Regions from separate parts of the Mus musculus genome. Here all the other regions are linked to region 1. A link is a contact called in public promoter capture Hi-C data. All regions are on one chromosome and are shown on one strand. Each heading gives the region's core, a stretch centred on a gene start, on an enhancer-like site or on the middle of the called end of the contact. The rest is flanking DNA. Distances are from core to core; before and after follow the strand shown.

What was found. Promoter capture Hi-C pulls out the DNA fragments that hold promoters and counts their contacts.
Region 2: a contact with region 1 is called in a promoter capture Hi-C map of liver, with 2.9 times the contacts expected there. The contact joins the promoter of Fadd here to the promoter of Ascl2 in region 1. A contact is called at or near these places in 4 of 39 promoter capture datasets (fetal liver, liver and stem cell-derived epiblast-like cells).
Region 3: a promoter capture Hi-C map of liver shows a contact between it and region 1, with 5 times the contacts expected there. The contact joins the promoter of Ppfia1 here to the promoter of Ascl2 in region 1.

Annotation. Positions count from the first base shown.
Region 1 is chr7:142,966,296-142,971,354 of GRCm38.p6, forward strand. It overlaps Ascl2 (achaete-scute family bHLH transcription factor 2), which reads right to left and starts at 2,969. Exons shown (of 3, transcript NM_008554.3): 1 at 2,676-2,969; 2 at 1,605-2,404; 3 at 527-1,044. The coding sequence starts at 2,685. The coding sequence ends at 1,623.
Region 2 is chr7:144,580,514-144,585,572 of GRCm38.p6, forward strand. It overlaps Fadd (Fas (TNFRSF6)-associated via death domain), which reads right to left and starts at 1,928. Exons shown (of 2, transcript NM_010175.6): 1 at 1,591-1,928; 2 at 1-347. The coding sequence starts at 1,876. The coding sequence ends at 16.
Region 3 is chr7:144,550,868-144,555,926 of GRCm38.p6, forward strand. Ppfia1 (protein tyrosine phosphatase, receptor type, f polypeptide (PTPRF), interacting protein (liprin), alpha 1) reads right to left here and starts at 2,862. Exons shown (of 32, transcript NM_001195086.1): 1 at 2,652-2,862; 2 at 1,403-1,666. The coding sequence starts at 1,666. It also overlaps the pseudogene Gm35626.

The DNA.
Region 1 (5,059 bases), core at 1,719-4,218:
CACTAGAGAATCTTAAAGTAAAGATCTATCTGCAGGGCCTCACGATGGCCACTGACCCTAGCAGTCAGCACGGGTGCCTAGCACACACTGGCTGCAAGCTCATGGGCAGGTTATCCAAAACCTGGGAGGGAGCTTTAAGCTCAATACCATTTGCAAATAAGGCAATTTGCCAAGGGCCACCCAAGTGGTAAGGAAGAGAGACCTGGGCCTAGAGATGCCCACAATCCAGAGCTCTGCCTTCAGCCTAGCACCCTGCACTTGCCCCTCTTACACAGATCCTTCCCAGGGGAGAGCCACCCTGGAGGGCAGACACAGGCTCACAGACAGCTACCTTGCCTTCCTAGGTGTCTGAATTGCTTTTCCATCTCTGGAGAGATGGCTAGAGTAGGCACCCAATACCTTTGTATCCACCCATGCAATACAGGTCTCGAGAGAAATCTGGGCTAGTACTATCCACCCCAGCTTAGACCGCACCTGGGGAACAAGGGTGAGACAGATGCAAGGTTGAGAAGGTACAAGGCACTGCAAACACCAATGAAAAACAACTTTTATAGAATAGTACACTTTGCAACAGCAGGGTTCCCACACTGGCCAAACATCAGCGTCAGTATAGGCTTCAGAAGAGGAAGAAGGGTGCAGCCAGGCATCTTGCCCTCAGGGCCCAACCGGTCCACACTTTGGCCAGGTTGGAAAGTTCTAGACAGTGGGGGTGAGGGACAGAGGTCATCTTTATTGTGCTCCAAGCTTAAGGATCCTTTGTATAAAAATAATTCTTCATATTTTCAGTAGAGTCCTACAACAGTTCAAGTTAATTGATAAAAAGTAGATTGTCATTGTAAAAATCTTTATCCTGAGAAATTTCCAAGTCCTGATGCTGCAAGGTCCGGAAGATGGAAGATGTCATTCCGCGGCGTGGAGGCCGAGCAGAGGTCAGTCAGCACTTGGCATTTGGTCAGGCTGCACTAGACAGCATGGGTAAGGCATAGGCCCAGGTTTCTTGGGCTAGAAGCAGGTAGGTCCACCAGGAGTCACCCAGGGATGCAGCTGTGAAGAAGATAAAAGGTGTCAATGTGTACGGACACCGCCCCACCTCCCAAGGCGCAGTAGGCAGTTTCGTTTGCTTGATTAGTTTTGGAGTCTCAACTCATGGGTGCCTCGATCCGCTCAGAGGCGCCGACGGGGGCGGGGCGCACGCTCAGAACCTGCCCGCCGTGACTCAGGGGCCCGCTCCAGCCGACTCACTCCGCACCCCGGCCTAGGACGCGATTTGCAATGCAAACTCACCCCGCCTCCAGCACCCGACTCGGCCAGGCTCTGACAGCACTGGGACCTCGCCGGCCCGGCCCTGAGGCCGCTCCCCTCCCCTGGCCTCCCCTTCCCCCACCCACAGCAGAGCTCTGAGAGGAAGTTTTGCAATCCCGGACAAACAAACGCCGGTCTTGCTCAGGCTTGAAAAAGGTTGAGGAAAAATGAAGCGTGCGCGAAATCCAAGTGATCGCCCCAGCTGAGTCCTGGCTGCACAGGGTCCCCGTGGCGCTAAGTGTCAGGCCCGCCCACCACGTGTCTCCCTTACTGCTTCGCCTCCCCGCCGTCCTGGAACTTACCTTAGGGGGGTGGGATGCTCAGTAGCCCCCTAACCAACTGGAAAAGTCAAGCAGCTCCTGCTCCATCGGGCTTAGCTCTCCCTCGCAGCTGCTTTCCTCCGACGAGTAGGCGGAGCGCGGGGAGGTAGGCTCAGAGCAGCCCAGGCGGTCCGGGGACGGAGACGTAGAGGCGCAGGACAGAGACGCGCTGGCAGGGGAGGCAGAGGGCTGCGCGCACTCATCGGACGGCGGAGTAGCGGGTGTTAACAGCCCCCCAGCGAGCGCGGCACGCACCGCGTCGTGCTCTGCGAGCAGCCGCTGCAGCGCACGAATGTACTCTACCGCGGAGCGCAGCGTCTCCACCTTACTCAGCTTCTTGTTGGCGCCGCCGTGCGGCACGTGCTGCCGCAGCGCCTGGAAGCCCAAGTTTACCAGCTTTACGCGGTTGCGCTCGCGCTCATTGCGGCGTGCCACGGCAGCCGAGCTGCTGCTGGCCTCGGTTGCTCCAGATCGCCGCCGCCGGCTGCAGCGCAGCAATTCCGGAGACGCTTGTCTCCGCCGAGCAGCGCAGGCTCCAGCGACTCCAGACGAGGTGGGCATGAGTCTGGGCAGCGCGCCGCCGTCCATCAAGCTTGCATTCAGCCCCTGGGCCCCTGCTACGAGTTCTGGTGCGGCACAGGAAAAGTGCTCGCGAGGAACCGGGTGCGGTGGGAAGTGGACGTTTGCACCTTCACGGGCCTCAGGCAGGGCACTGCTGCAGGACTCCCTAGGGCACGCGTCGCTGGCCTCCTGCAGTCCTGGGACCCCGTACCAGTCAAGGTCTGAAAGAGTAGGGAAGCGTGGTACTCTCGTGTCCCGCGCGTGCTGTCAGGCGCTCCCCAAGTCTCCCTTTACGCGGCTCAAGCGGCTCCTTTTTTTTAAAAAGTATAGATAACTCTCCTCCGCCCGCCACCGCCTCCTTTCTCACGCCCTCCTTCCTTCGCCTCGCCCTCCCGCCACGCTTCACCCTCCCCTTGGCGTACACATTCTGCAAAGCTGACACCGTGCGCTTCCACCCCCACCCCTCCCGGGTGCAGTTCATGGCCTACTGACGTGCTTCCATGCTCCGGGCAGATGCTTAGCTTATTGCGTCCTCGAAAAATCCTCGAGTGCAGATCCCGAACTGCGCTCCGCAGGTCCCGCACACTCAGGGGCTGAGAGAGGGTCCGAGAGAGGGTCCGAATGTACTCTACAGGCACCTCCACCCGTCCTGGTGCTCAGCCCTTAAGCCCCAAGAGCTGCCAGGTCTCCGCACACCTAGCGCTTGCAGCCGGATGAAGAACCGGACCAAGCTTTGCGGTGACCAAGAGGTAGGAGGCAGAAGAGCGCGACCCCCTAGGGTAGCACGAGCCTCAAACCCGCACCCACGTCCCTCCCCCTGGCGGAGGAGGCGGGAGCCGGGGTCTCAGCCAATCTGGGATCGCCCGTTTGGCCAATGACAATTGGCGCGGTCCTATGCCGGGGCCAGAAGGAAGCGTACGCCTGGCGCGTGGCTCCAGAGATGGGGGAGTGTCTCGCACAAGGCTCCACGCCCACTCCGCCCCACCCTGCTCCTCCACCAGGACCCGGTGTCCACGCATTGCAGGAGCACACCTGTGCCCCTTGAGTGTGAGAAGGGCTTGAGGAGTGGTTCAGACCAGTAATGGGAAATTTCATGTTCCTGGGCACCTGTACCCATTTAGCCCCTCATGCACACCCCATGCCTCTGTGTTTTCAAGAATCCCCAGGACCGGTTGCCCTGACCTGAGAGAATACAATCAAGTCCACTCCTTTCTCACACTGTCACCCATCTGCACCTTACAGCCAGCTCTCCAAGTCTGGGTCTCTTTTCCTAATGGTGAATCTACCCAGACTAGTTTTTGTTCGGTTCCTGGACTTTTTGTTCAATAACACTTCTTCGGATTCCAGCAGACCTCTCAGTCCCATCCTTCCCCTGAGGCCGGTGGAGGGAAGGTTGAAGGGGAAGGGAAATGCACTGACCTTGTCAAAGTCTCAGTTTTGCCCCATTGTCCCAGAAGTGTGCTCTCAAGGCCGTAGCAAGCCCAATTTTTCCCTCAAAGGACTAGGTAGGTGCTTGGGAGCCAAGCAAGACCTATAGGGTTCAAGTGGTCTATCCTGTGGGTAGTAACCTGGAGTTACTTTCTTTGTAAATATCCGACTGGGGGAGGGCTACCAAAACCAGGCTTCTCTCTGCTTTCGCACTGCCTTGGAGCATGTACTGCCAGTGTGGGGCTGCCTGCAGGTTCCATGACTCTCCAGGATTCGTCAAGGCTGTATCATCCTAATCCAGCCTTTTGATAACCTTGCTGTGGGAAGTGGGCAGTGAGTCGAAATTTCCCGGGTGTCTGCTAAGAGCACTTGGATAAGTCTAGTCACTTCTCTGCTGTTTGGAGCAATCCAGTTGGTCTGGGGAGATTGTTAAGTAAAGCACTTGCTGTGCAAGTGTGAGGACCTGAGTTCAAATCCTCAGAACCCATAGAAACCCAAGATGCCAAGAAGAGAATTCCTTCAAACTTCCAGGCCAGCTAGCCCCAGGACTGCAATAATGAACAACAACGTCTATCTTAAACAGGCTGGAAGGGAAGGACCAACATCCAAGATATCCTCCAACCTCCATACACACTGCTGTGCTCATCCTTGCACACGCAAGCATGCACACATATACAGAAGAGATGGAAACAGTTTGTATCCTGGTGCCCTGAGGAGGTTTGATCTGCAAACCCTCACTGTACGGAGACCACTGCTGCCCTGTTTCCTCCCTGCCTTTCCCTAAGTTGTTTTTTGTACTTTTCCTCCATTTAGGGGTGGTGGTGGGAGAGTCTCCTGAAGCTTAGGTTAGCCCTTAATTCACTACATAGCTAAGGATGACTGTGAACTTCAGAACGTCTATCTTCTTCTTATATCTCCAGATAGATTATAGGCATGCACCGTCACACTCATTGTATGTGATGCTGGAGATGGAACCCAGGGCTTCATATATGATACATGCTAGACAATGTGGTGCATTCTAGGCAATCTAGCAACTTAGGTACATCACCGTGTGTCTGTGTGTGTGTCTGTGTGTGTGTGTGTGTGTGTGTGTGTGTGTGTGTGTGTGTGTAAAGACTCACGACTCTTTCAGGGGTCTCACCATATTTCCTTCCTCTCAGGCTGGTACATACCCTACTTCTATAAAGCCAGCATCTCATCCTACTCAGCACCTTTCCCACCTTGGCCCCTCCCCCATCCTGGCCCTCGTACTTTCTGCAAGCCCAACCTACCTTCCTCAGCTTAAAGGTGACAGTTCCCTAGGGATTGGCGTCTCCCTAGGTGTGCCCCTTCATTTCTTAACTTCACGTACCCACATCCTCTAACCATCCTGGTGGCAGTTCTCTTGCTCCAGAAGCAGTTCTCCCCTGATCATAAGAGTTTCATACATCTCTTTTGGGGGGCTTGGG
Region 2 (5,059 bases), core at 678-3,177, 1.6 Mb after region 1:
GGAGCTGTAGGCTTGTCAGGGTGTTTCTGAGGAAGACACAGTTGAATCCCTTAGTACTGGGGACATATTCTCACTCTTGCTCACAGATTCCTGGGCTTCTTCCACCAGGTCAGCCACCAGATTCAGCCTGCAGGTCCGCAGCGCCTTAACCAGTCCGGCCACCGAGGCGTTCTTCTTCTCAGCATTCTTCCAGACTTTCAGACTCTCCCTTACCCGCTCACTCAGACTTCGGGGGTACTTCTCCTCAATCCCATCCATCTTGGCCTCAGACACCTTCAGCTCGCGGGCCAGTCTTTTCCAGTCTCTCCCCACATTGTCACACACAATGTCAAATGCCACCTGCAGATCTAGGAGGGAAAAGAGCAGTGTGACTTGACTGAGGAGCTGGGGCAAGTCTCCCTACCGGCCACCAAGCATGGGCCTGAGCACTTCGAAGACAACATCACTTCAAAGCCACTCAGGTCCTGTGCTGACACTAAGTAGCACAGGAGCTACTTCAAGATACCCAAAGTGGCCTGATCTGCCCAGCCACATTCTCAGCCTGGGCCACAGCGAGCTATGGCTTAGAAGACTGTCAACTGAGGACTGGAGTGTCAGAGGGAAAAAGCAGGGCTGCCCTAACACCCCGCTCAATAGTGGGTTGGCCAAAGTCCCCAAAGCTACATCTTACACTGTGACCTTTGCTGGTTTGACCAGACACCACAAAAGATCTGTCTCTGTGCTACTCTGGAGCCCCTGCTTAGACACAGGCAAGGTGTAATCTCTGTAGGGAGCCCTGGGCAGTGGCTGAAGACCCTTTACTGGATTCCTGTAACAATAACAAACATTGGAATGCCTTGGAGATGTGAATACACAATCCATTTTCGTGTGGATCTTGCACACACCGGCAGTGGGAAGCTTTACTCCACAGGCCCTCCAGCTGCTTTGATGTTCTGTGTCACTGTAGACAAAGAGCAACGGTGACAACCAACCAGGAACTAAATAAACCTTTGCCCCTTTAAATGGCTTCTCGAGTATTTGTCACAAGTGATCAAGTGTCTAATATATGCTTAATCTGTATCTACATCCCAAGGCCAGCCTGGTGTTGCTCAGCTGTGGCTGCTATCCACTGTGCGTTATGGGGAGGCATAGCGCCTCCTCTCTACGCAAAACAGAAGTAACTGCCGATAACCAGACACTGCACTCTGGACCAGAGAGCACAGCCGCCGCGCAATCTTTCCTTGGCCAGGAAGGGCAGTCTTGGACACAGGCACTCCCACTACGGAAATGGTGCCGAGCAGCCGGCACACGTGACCTCTGCCCACTCTTCAACGCTACCCTCACTGGGGTTAAGATGCCTTAGTCACATTCACTTCTTAGCTGAGTTTTCCAACGAAGCACTGCAGGTCTGAGGCGAGTTAATACTGGGGTTGGGCAAGTGGCACGAACCCTTGGGTTCAACCTTGGCACTGCCAGTAAGAAACAAGACCTCCCAGCTTCCGGCTCAAGCGGTTGAAAAAAGTGGGCGTGCCCTAGAGTCCATCCCAGTCGGAGCCAGTGGAGGGTGCACTGAGGCCAGGCCTCCCCGCCCATTCCCCGCCCCCTGCCCACCTGCCTCCCCCGGGGGCGCAGCGGTCGCCGTCCCCGCCTCGAAGTCGTCCAGGCGCTGCAGTAGATCGTGTCGGCGCAGCGAGGCCAGCAACTCGCGCAGCAGCCCGGTGTGCCCGCGCTCCAGGTCGTTCTGCTCCAGCAGCACCGTGAACAGGTCCAGGCCACTCTGCACGCGCTCCAGCTTTCGTTTGCTCACGCGCTCGCGGCACAAGAACTTGAGCTCCATCAGATCGTTGCCCGACAGGCTGCCGGACAGCGAGTGCAGCAGCACCAGGAATGGGTCCATGGCAGTGGTACGCCGGGCTGCCCCTCAGCGATCCCACATAGGAAATCACCTTAGGCTTTCCCGCCCAGCGTCTCGCGGGATGTCCAAATCAGACGCATGCGCTTCGGATGTGGCTGTAACCGCTTCCGCCCGGGCTGGCATCCGCTGTTGTAGTAGCTTTGACAGCTGAGCTGCGTTGACTTCAGCTTACGCGCGCGTTTCTCACCCCGAGGCAGAACAGATCTTGTTCACCAGAAGTGTAACGTGGATCCTCTTGGGGCTCTGAGGAGCTGCGCAGCCCTACTGTGTGGGGGGGGGCTGGAAGAGCAGCTGCAGATGCCTACGGCTGCCAGATCATGTTCTATCACCGGAAAGAAGGAAAGAGAGAGAGAGAGAGAGAGAGAGAGAGAGAGAGAGAGAGAGAGAGAGAGAGAGATGGATGGAGTTACTTATGGGCTGGAGAGACAGTTCAGGGGTTAAGAGCACTGGCAATTCTTACAGAGGACCTTCACGAATTCAATTCCCAGCACTCACATGATGGCTTACAACCATCTGTAATTCCAGTTCCAGGGGCTTTGACATCCTCTTCTGGCAAGCACACTTGTGGTATGCTGACAAAATACTCGTACATATAAAAACCATTAAATATTCCTTGGTATATGTATGAGCATTTGTAGGTGGTTTAGTGCTCCTACAGGTCTTCAAGTGCCCACGGAGGACAGGAAAGGGCATGGATACCCCTAGGACTAGAGTTCCGTTTGGATGTGAACTCTTGTGTGGATCCAGGTTCTCCGTGAGAGCAACACAGTGCTCTTAACCGCCAATCCATTCCCCCAGGCCAATAATATGTATATTAAAATGAGTAGAAGAGAGGATTTGGAATATTGTCATCAGAAAAAGTTGATGTGTGCCGGAGGTTGTAGAGACACTAACTGCCCTGCTTTGAGCTTTCGTTAACAATACACTGATTCCACAGCCACACCCAAGTACTGCTCATGAGTTAAAAAGTGCCTGTTGCCCAAGCTTGAGGACCCATGCTCAGATCCTGGTGTCCACATAAAAAGACGAACAAGGAGGTGCCCATCTGAAACCCCAACTTTGGCAGAGACAGATGGATTCCTGGTGCTCAGTGGCCAGGCACTCTAGCTGAATGGCTGAGCTCCAGGTTAGTGGGGCGCAGTTATGCACAGCATACCCAGCAGGGTTGACTTATATTTTTTTAGATTGACTTATAATTCACCCATTTAAAGTTCAGTGCTTTGGTTGATTTTTGAGACAGGGTCTCACGCTGTAGCCCAGACAGACAGCTGAGGCTGTATAGAATGACAAATGGGGCTGGAAAGGTGGCTCGAGGTTAAGAGCGTTTGTTACTCTTCCAGAGGATCTGGGTCTGGTTGCAAACAACTATGCAGGACTGCTTACAACTGTCTGTAACTACAGACAGGGGAATCAGGGGCCCTCTGCTGGTCTCTGCTGGGCACTACAGTCTCTCTCTCTCTCTCTCTCTCTCTCTCTCTCTCTCTCTCTCTCTCTCTCTCACACACACACACACACACACACACACACACACACACACACACACGAACACATTTTTACTAGGTTGGGGGAGGGCTCTTTAGGGGAGCAGACCAACAGAAGTGAATTTACTGGACTGGCTTACTTGAGGGGGCTGAGTGTATGTATCCTGTAAATGCAGAGGAGATTCAATCCCAGAAGCTGGAAACCTCAATAGTCAGAATCCAATCTTGAAAGTCTGGGGGTTCCCTGGAGAGCCTATAGTTGTTGAGTCTATAGTTTTTCCTCTATGGTAGTTTCTTTTGAGACAAGATCTCATGTAGTTCAGGCTGCTCCAGAACTACTCCCCTTCACACCATGTAGCTCAGGATGACCCTTAAGCTTCTGATCCCCCTGCCTCCACCTCCCAGGTGTGCACCACCAGGTCCAGTTTATTTTTGTTCTGGATGTCAATCTCTTGTTAGATGTGTGTTCTGTAAACACCTCCACATCATGTGCACTACTTTTCCAGTCTGTTCATAAGATCCTGCAATTTAAAAGTTCATAATTTTGATAAAATCAGGTGCATGTATTTTTCTTTCCATTGTGCTAATAAAGGGGAAAAAGCCTCTCTGGTGGCGGTGACCAGAACACGCCTCTCAAGAATGGCCTCCACCATCCTTGTCCAGAAGAGAAGAGGACATACAGAAGCAGGGTGCTACAGAGCCAGGTTCCCACCTCACAGCTGTGAAATGCCCAGAGCATATGCAATTCCTAGTCATGCCACCATACTCCACGTTGGCTGCTCCTACAGCAGGGAGAACAAGGTTTCCAGAAAGAAGTTCTTCATGAGGGAGGAGCACTGAAAGTCCCTGAACCAAGATGAGCCGGAGGCCATCCCAACAGACACCAAAAGGAAGGAAGAGAGCCAGCTGTGGCGGTTCACGCCTTTAATCCTAGCATTCAGGAGGCAGAGGCAGATGGAAGTCTGAGTTCGAGGCCAGTCTGGTCTGCAGAATGAGTTCTAGGTCAGCCCAGGCTGAGAAACCCTGTCTAAAACAAAACCAAACACAAACAAAAAGGTAAAGAAAGGAAGAGAAAGAAAGGGGGTGGATAGGAGTCAGGATGGGAGGAAGAGGAAAGAAGGAAGACAAAGAACAAAGGGAGAGAGGGAGGAGAGAAACAAGGAGGGAAGGAGGGAGAGCTTGAACATCCCTTACTGGTTTCATGGAGGTAAACTCACCCTTGTTTGTGCTGATGATGGTTAGAACTCTTGCCTTCCTCTCTAGGGTTGTCTGTCTCCAAGTTTGTCTTTTCTTGAGTGTTGTTGCTCCACTAATGCTAGGTGGGAGCTTTCCTCAGCTCTGCCATCCCTTGCCTTTCCTTGCAGAGGTTGTTGTTATTGTTGTGTTTGTTTGTTTGAGGCTGGGTCTCACTATGTACCTCTAGATGGCTTGGACTCACAGAGATCCCCTTGCCTCTGTCTCTGGAATGCTGGGATTAAAGGTATGCCCCTGCCATGTCCATCAGGGAACGTGGAACCTCCGCTGCAGGGATGGGCAGCGTTGTAGAAGCCTCATCTTAGACACCCGTATCTTAATTCTCAACCTGTGACACCCAGGCTTAGCCCTGGCCCCTGGATGGAGGCCATGAAGGCCTGCTGAGTGAAAAAGATTTTGTAGATGTAGTGAAGATAAGGCCCCAGGTTGG
Region 3 (5,059 bases), core at 1,612-4,111, 1.6 Mb after region 1:
CTGAACATACATGCCCATCTGGTCACATTTTTAGCTACCAGAGGACCCTGATTCCAGGAAGTGAATTATCTAGAACAAGTTTACTCTGTGACACTAGACTCGGGTCAGATATGATGTAACTGTGGACACAAGCATGTCCTACATTTGATGAGGCACTGCAGAGCAGCAAGCCAGCACAACCTAGCAACAGGTGAGACAGTTCTCACTGCCTGAAACTCACTACCCACAACACCCACCAGCTCTGCCTCCCCTGTGCCTGTTCTTTCCAAAAACCTCAATGTTGACCAGCCACTGATGCAGAGTTGAGCTGCAACAAACCCAAGTGTAGAGTAGAGCAAGTAGGACTCATGACCTCCTGAAAGCCTCTTGAGTATGAGGCAACGGAATCTGACCTAATTAACCTGCTCATTCCTAAGACTCCAGGAAGAAAAGACAACTCTCTAGTCACCAAACAAAACCCCTCAGCACACAACACTAACACCAAATTACTGTTTCTAAAAAGGACATTCAAACATTTAGTCCCATCTCATAGAACTGACTTTACAGCTGAGAGATGCATCAAGGCACTCATTACTGACTTGCTAACTGATATCTGCAGACACACCACAAGAGCGTAAGTGCAGATTCCTTGAGCACCAAGGAGACGCCCATCATGAACCAGTAAAGTGGGCTGTCAGCAGGAATCTAAGCAACCCCTGCTCCACATGCCTGCCTCTCACCTTGGGCTTTGCTGGCTATACTGCCTTCTCCTTCCTATACCACTTAACTCCAAAAGAGGAGGCTCTAGCATACCAATCTAAATGTGATACTAAGGACACAGTAGGTATTTCAAGCTCTGAAAGTCTCATCTGCCTGGGAAGAGGAGCCTCAGGATTCAATTTTCAATCCTTTCTCCCCTGAAACAAAGTTTAGTTACAGCTCACAGATGTTCTGGAGAAAGCCTGTATAAATTTTTCCCATGAAATGAGTTCTATTTATCCACAAGATTTCCCTAGGAAATTGGAAGTCCACAAGACATAAACCAGGGATAAGATAAAAAAACCCTGAGATCCACTCCTCACAGATCCACAGCAGACAAGGACAAGTTTAAGACAGAATGGGACACTCAACACAGCTCAACTGCTTCATAGCCCCCTGTCAAAAACATTTAAGTGCTTTCCTAAATCTAGGCAGTTTCCCAAAGAGGTATGACAGTGGAGTGGTGTGGTCACATGGCTTTGGTGGATCCCCATTTTTTCCCCTAAATTGAATTCCTGAGAATTTTACCAGTGCTCAGAAAACATCAGAACCATCACTTCCCAAGTGGTTACACAAAGCAGCCAGCAAGCTAATACACTAACAAGACAGTCCTGCAGACATTTAAAGGCAGAAACCTTCCTTGATTTCAGTTTGATGGGCATACCTGTGGAAGTGCAGTATTGAGCTGCCTCTGCAAAGAATCTCTTTCATGACCAACTTCATGCAACTTCCCCTGGGTTAATGCCAGTGTTTCTTGTGTCTCTCTTAGTGTGTCCAGAAGGCGGTCCCGTTCTTCCAACATGGAAACCATGAGCTGCTCAAAATGCGAATCAGCATCTGGCTGTGAAGGGGAGCCTGACCCATGGCTCCCACCTCCTCCTGGAGGGCCTTCTGCTTCACTAATGGTCGGCATCACCTCGCACATCATCTTGAAAAAGGAACGGTACAGACCACAATCAGTAGGTGCAGAACAAGAGTTTCCACAAACCTGCAGCTTTCTGAGCACCACCTGTGGCTAATGAGAAAAAGGCTGACAGCCCCAGAGCTATCCGTGACGATCATCCACTCTGGATGCACACACTCTGGGAAGTAGCATGCACAGGTCAATATAATGAGCAGATTGGGGGAGACAGTCCTGGGAGCAAGAGGAGCTGGGATGCTCACCTCCAACCAGTGGGGGTCTGTTTAAAATCCACATTTAACAGCTGAAGACAGTTTCCTCAGGAAGAGAGATTCCAAACAGTCCCTCAACCACAGAAGAAGACTGGAAACTGACAAAACACCAGCACTATGGACCCAAGCATCCTCCAGGAATGTGTGCAGTCAGCTCCTGGGAAGGACTAGCAGGCACCCTGACTTGTGGGGCTGGATATTTGGTGATCAGCGGAAAAAGCAACTGGATTGGCTTTTTAAAGTCTGGACAGAAGTGTTTAGCAAAGGCCTGCTGCTGTGTAACGGTTGGTCAGCCAACCCAACTTACATAAGTTCACAGTCAAAGACAGGGGAAAAGAACAGAAAGAGAAAATATACCCACACTGGGAATCTAGGAAGTCGGGACAACAGGGCTAGGTTAAAAAAAAAAAAAAAAGGAGGAGGAGGAGGAAAAGGTGAGATGGAACTAGAGATTGCATGCTGTCAGGGCACAGGGTGGAGGATGAAGCAGAAGGCGCTGCAGGTGCATCTGAGCAGCACCCGCTGCCCCGGCCTGGCTCAGCTGACCCCACAGCCTCACTGCCCCCAACCTCACTTACTCTGGCCAGTCTAAGCGAACTCGGACCTAACTGCTATCAACCCGTTTTGCCAGGCTAGCCGCAACTCTGCTGGCTCTGCTGACCCCCGCACACTGACCCTGCCGACCCGGCCCCACCGACCCTGGCCCGCCACCCAGCGCGGCCCGCTCCACCCGCCCTCACCTTGGCCGGCGGGCGCGGCTCCGGGGCTATGAAGCGGCCTTCGGGCGGCGGCCGGCTGCGGGCCGACCCACGCAGCCCCGCGGCTGCGTCCTCGCCCGGCCCCCGGGCCCGCCGCCCCGCTCGTCACGAAGGCCGGCCCGCCGCCGCGGGACACTAGCGAGCGCAGAGAACCGGGCCCGGCGCGTCGCCGGCGTCAACGTGCCCGACGTCCGGCGCGTCGGCGCGAGCGTCAGCACCGCCCCCCGCGGGAGAGGTTGGCCGCGGGGCCGTGCGCATGCGCTAGATCCGCGGTAGTGGGCGGGCGGTCTATCGGGAGATCCAATTGGCTAGTCCTCGCTTTAGCCCCGCCCCCGGCAGGCCAACCCCCTGCGGAGACAGGGCGACCGTGGAAACACCGGTAAAGATCTCTGGCAGGTGTGCGCAGCTCGCAGTCCTGCTTCCGTGCTCTCACGCCAGTGTGTGTGTGTTGACGTCACCCAAACGCCGACGTCACCTGAGCACTCGCCCCCCCCCTCAAAACCCAAGACCTCTGGGGAGTCCCGCCGGACCACCTGCAAAACCGGAAAGTGCTGACAGGTCGGGCAAGGTACCTTCTACCTCTATGCCTACCCTTCAGAAGTCTGAGGCAGGAGAATTACAGCAAGGTGGAGACTCTGCCTGTAAAATACAAACAAAGGCTACTGCCATCAACCCTGACGACTGAGTTCGAACCCTAGGACCCAGAAGACCTGCAGTAGATCCTCGGAACCTACATAGTCCTGAATGTTGTCCTCTGACCTGCACACATGTATCGTGTGGGTGCATACATGTGCTCACATTCACACGCGCACACACAACAACAACAAAATGTAAGGGCTCAGTCACTCTTGCAAGTATTAGAACCTAAGTTCCATTTCCCAGACTCCACGTAAAAATAAAAAGCTAGCTGGCCTTGGTGCTACACGCCTTTATTCCCAGCACCCAGGCAGATCTCTGGGTTCAAGCTAGCCTTGTCTACATAGTGAGTTTCAGGACAGCCAGGAGTACATACTGAGACCTTGTTTTAAAACTTTTTTTTTTAATTAACGCCAATAAAATAGTCCAGAAACCAAAGCAAAATGATCATCAACCATAACTGAAAAGCCAATAAAACTTTCCAAAGGCCAAGGCAAGAATACTGTCGACTAGTATAGGCTACATAGAGAGCCAGGACAGTCAGGGTTACATGGGCAGATTCCTGTTTCAAGAAGTCAGTAATTAATTACAAAGTCAAGTTACAAGTATAACCAAGCACAATAGTGCCCACCTGAAATCCTAGCACTCAGAAAGCAGAGGCAGGCAGGCAGATCTCTGAGTTTTGCCCGATCTATATAATGAGACCTTTTTCCACAAAACAAGTCAGAATGTAAATAGAAGCAGCAAAGTCTTTAAGGACTATCAGCCACTGCACACAAGTTCTCAGTTGCCTTGATCTCAGGTTTGGATTTGAGGAAATGCTCAAGCCAGACGTGGTGGCGCACGCCTTTAATCTCAGCACTGGGGAGGCAGAGGCAGGCGGATTTCTGTGTTCGAGGCCAGCCTGGTCTTCAAAGTGAGTTCCAGGACAGCCAAGGCTATATAGAGAAACCCTGTCTCAAAAAACAAAAACAAAAACAAAAACAAAATGCTCATGTCTCCCCAGAGGTTCCTGCCAATACAGCCATCTCCTAAGAAACTGATCCAGGACCAAACACAGCTCAACAGGGCATACTGTACTGGGTCCTCTTCCACAGTCAGCACATGTATGAAGCTGGCATGGCAGAAAGCTAAAGAAAACAATGCTTCTCCAGCAAGTTTCACCACAAGCTAAGAAGCTGAGCTGCCCTTAGCAAGCAGTGCATGCTTTGCAAGATGTGTGAATGGGGAGGTGTAACCACCCTTAGCAACAGTGCATGCTTTGCAAGATGTGTGAATGGGGAGGTGTATCCGCAGAGAGATGTCATCCTGCTGGTCCCTAATGCTCAGAGCTCTTCCCCAGCTTTCTGCCTGTGGAAATCCCAGCTCCCGCTGATTGGCACCTATTCTTGCAGACCATAAATCAGCAGAGATGGATGTGAAGAACAGAAGCTACAGGACCATTGTCCCTCTGGATCGCAGAGACATGGCTAACACTCACAGTGGTTTAGTTTTTTTAATCCCATTTGTCCATGTCTCTGTGTCTGTGTATGTCTACACATGTGTATACTACAACATACATGTAAAGGCAGGAGGACAACATGCAGGAAACATTTCCATCTTTCTATCATGTGGGTCCCAAGGATTAAACTTTGGTCATTAGCCTTGGTAACAAGTGCCTTTACCTGCTGAGCCTTCTCACTGGTCCGAATTTTATTTATTTTAGAGGCGAGGGCCCTTTGAGACAGGCTAATGTGCAACTTTCCACACACTTG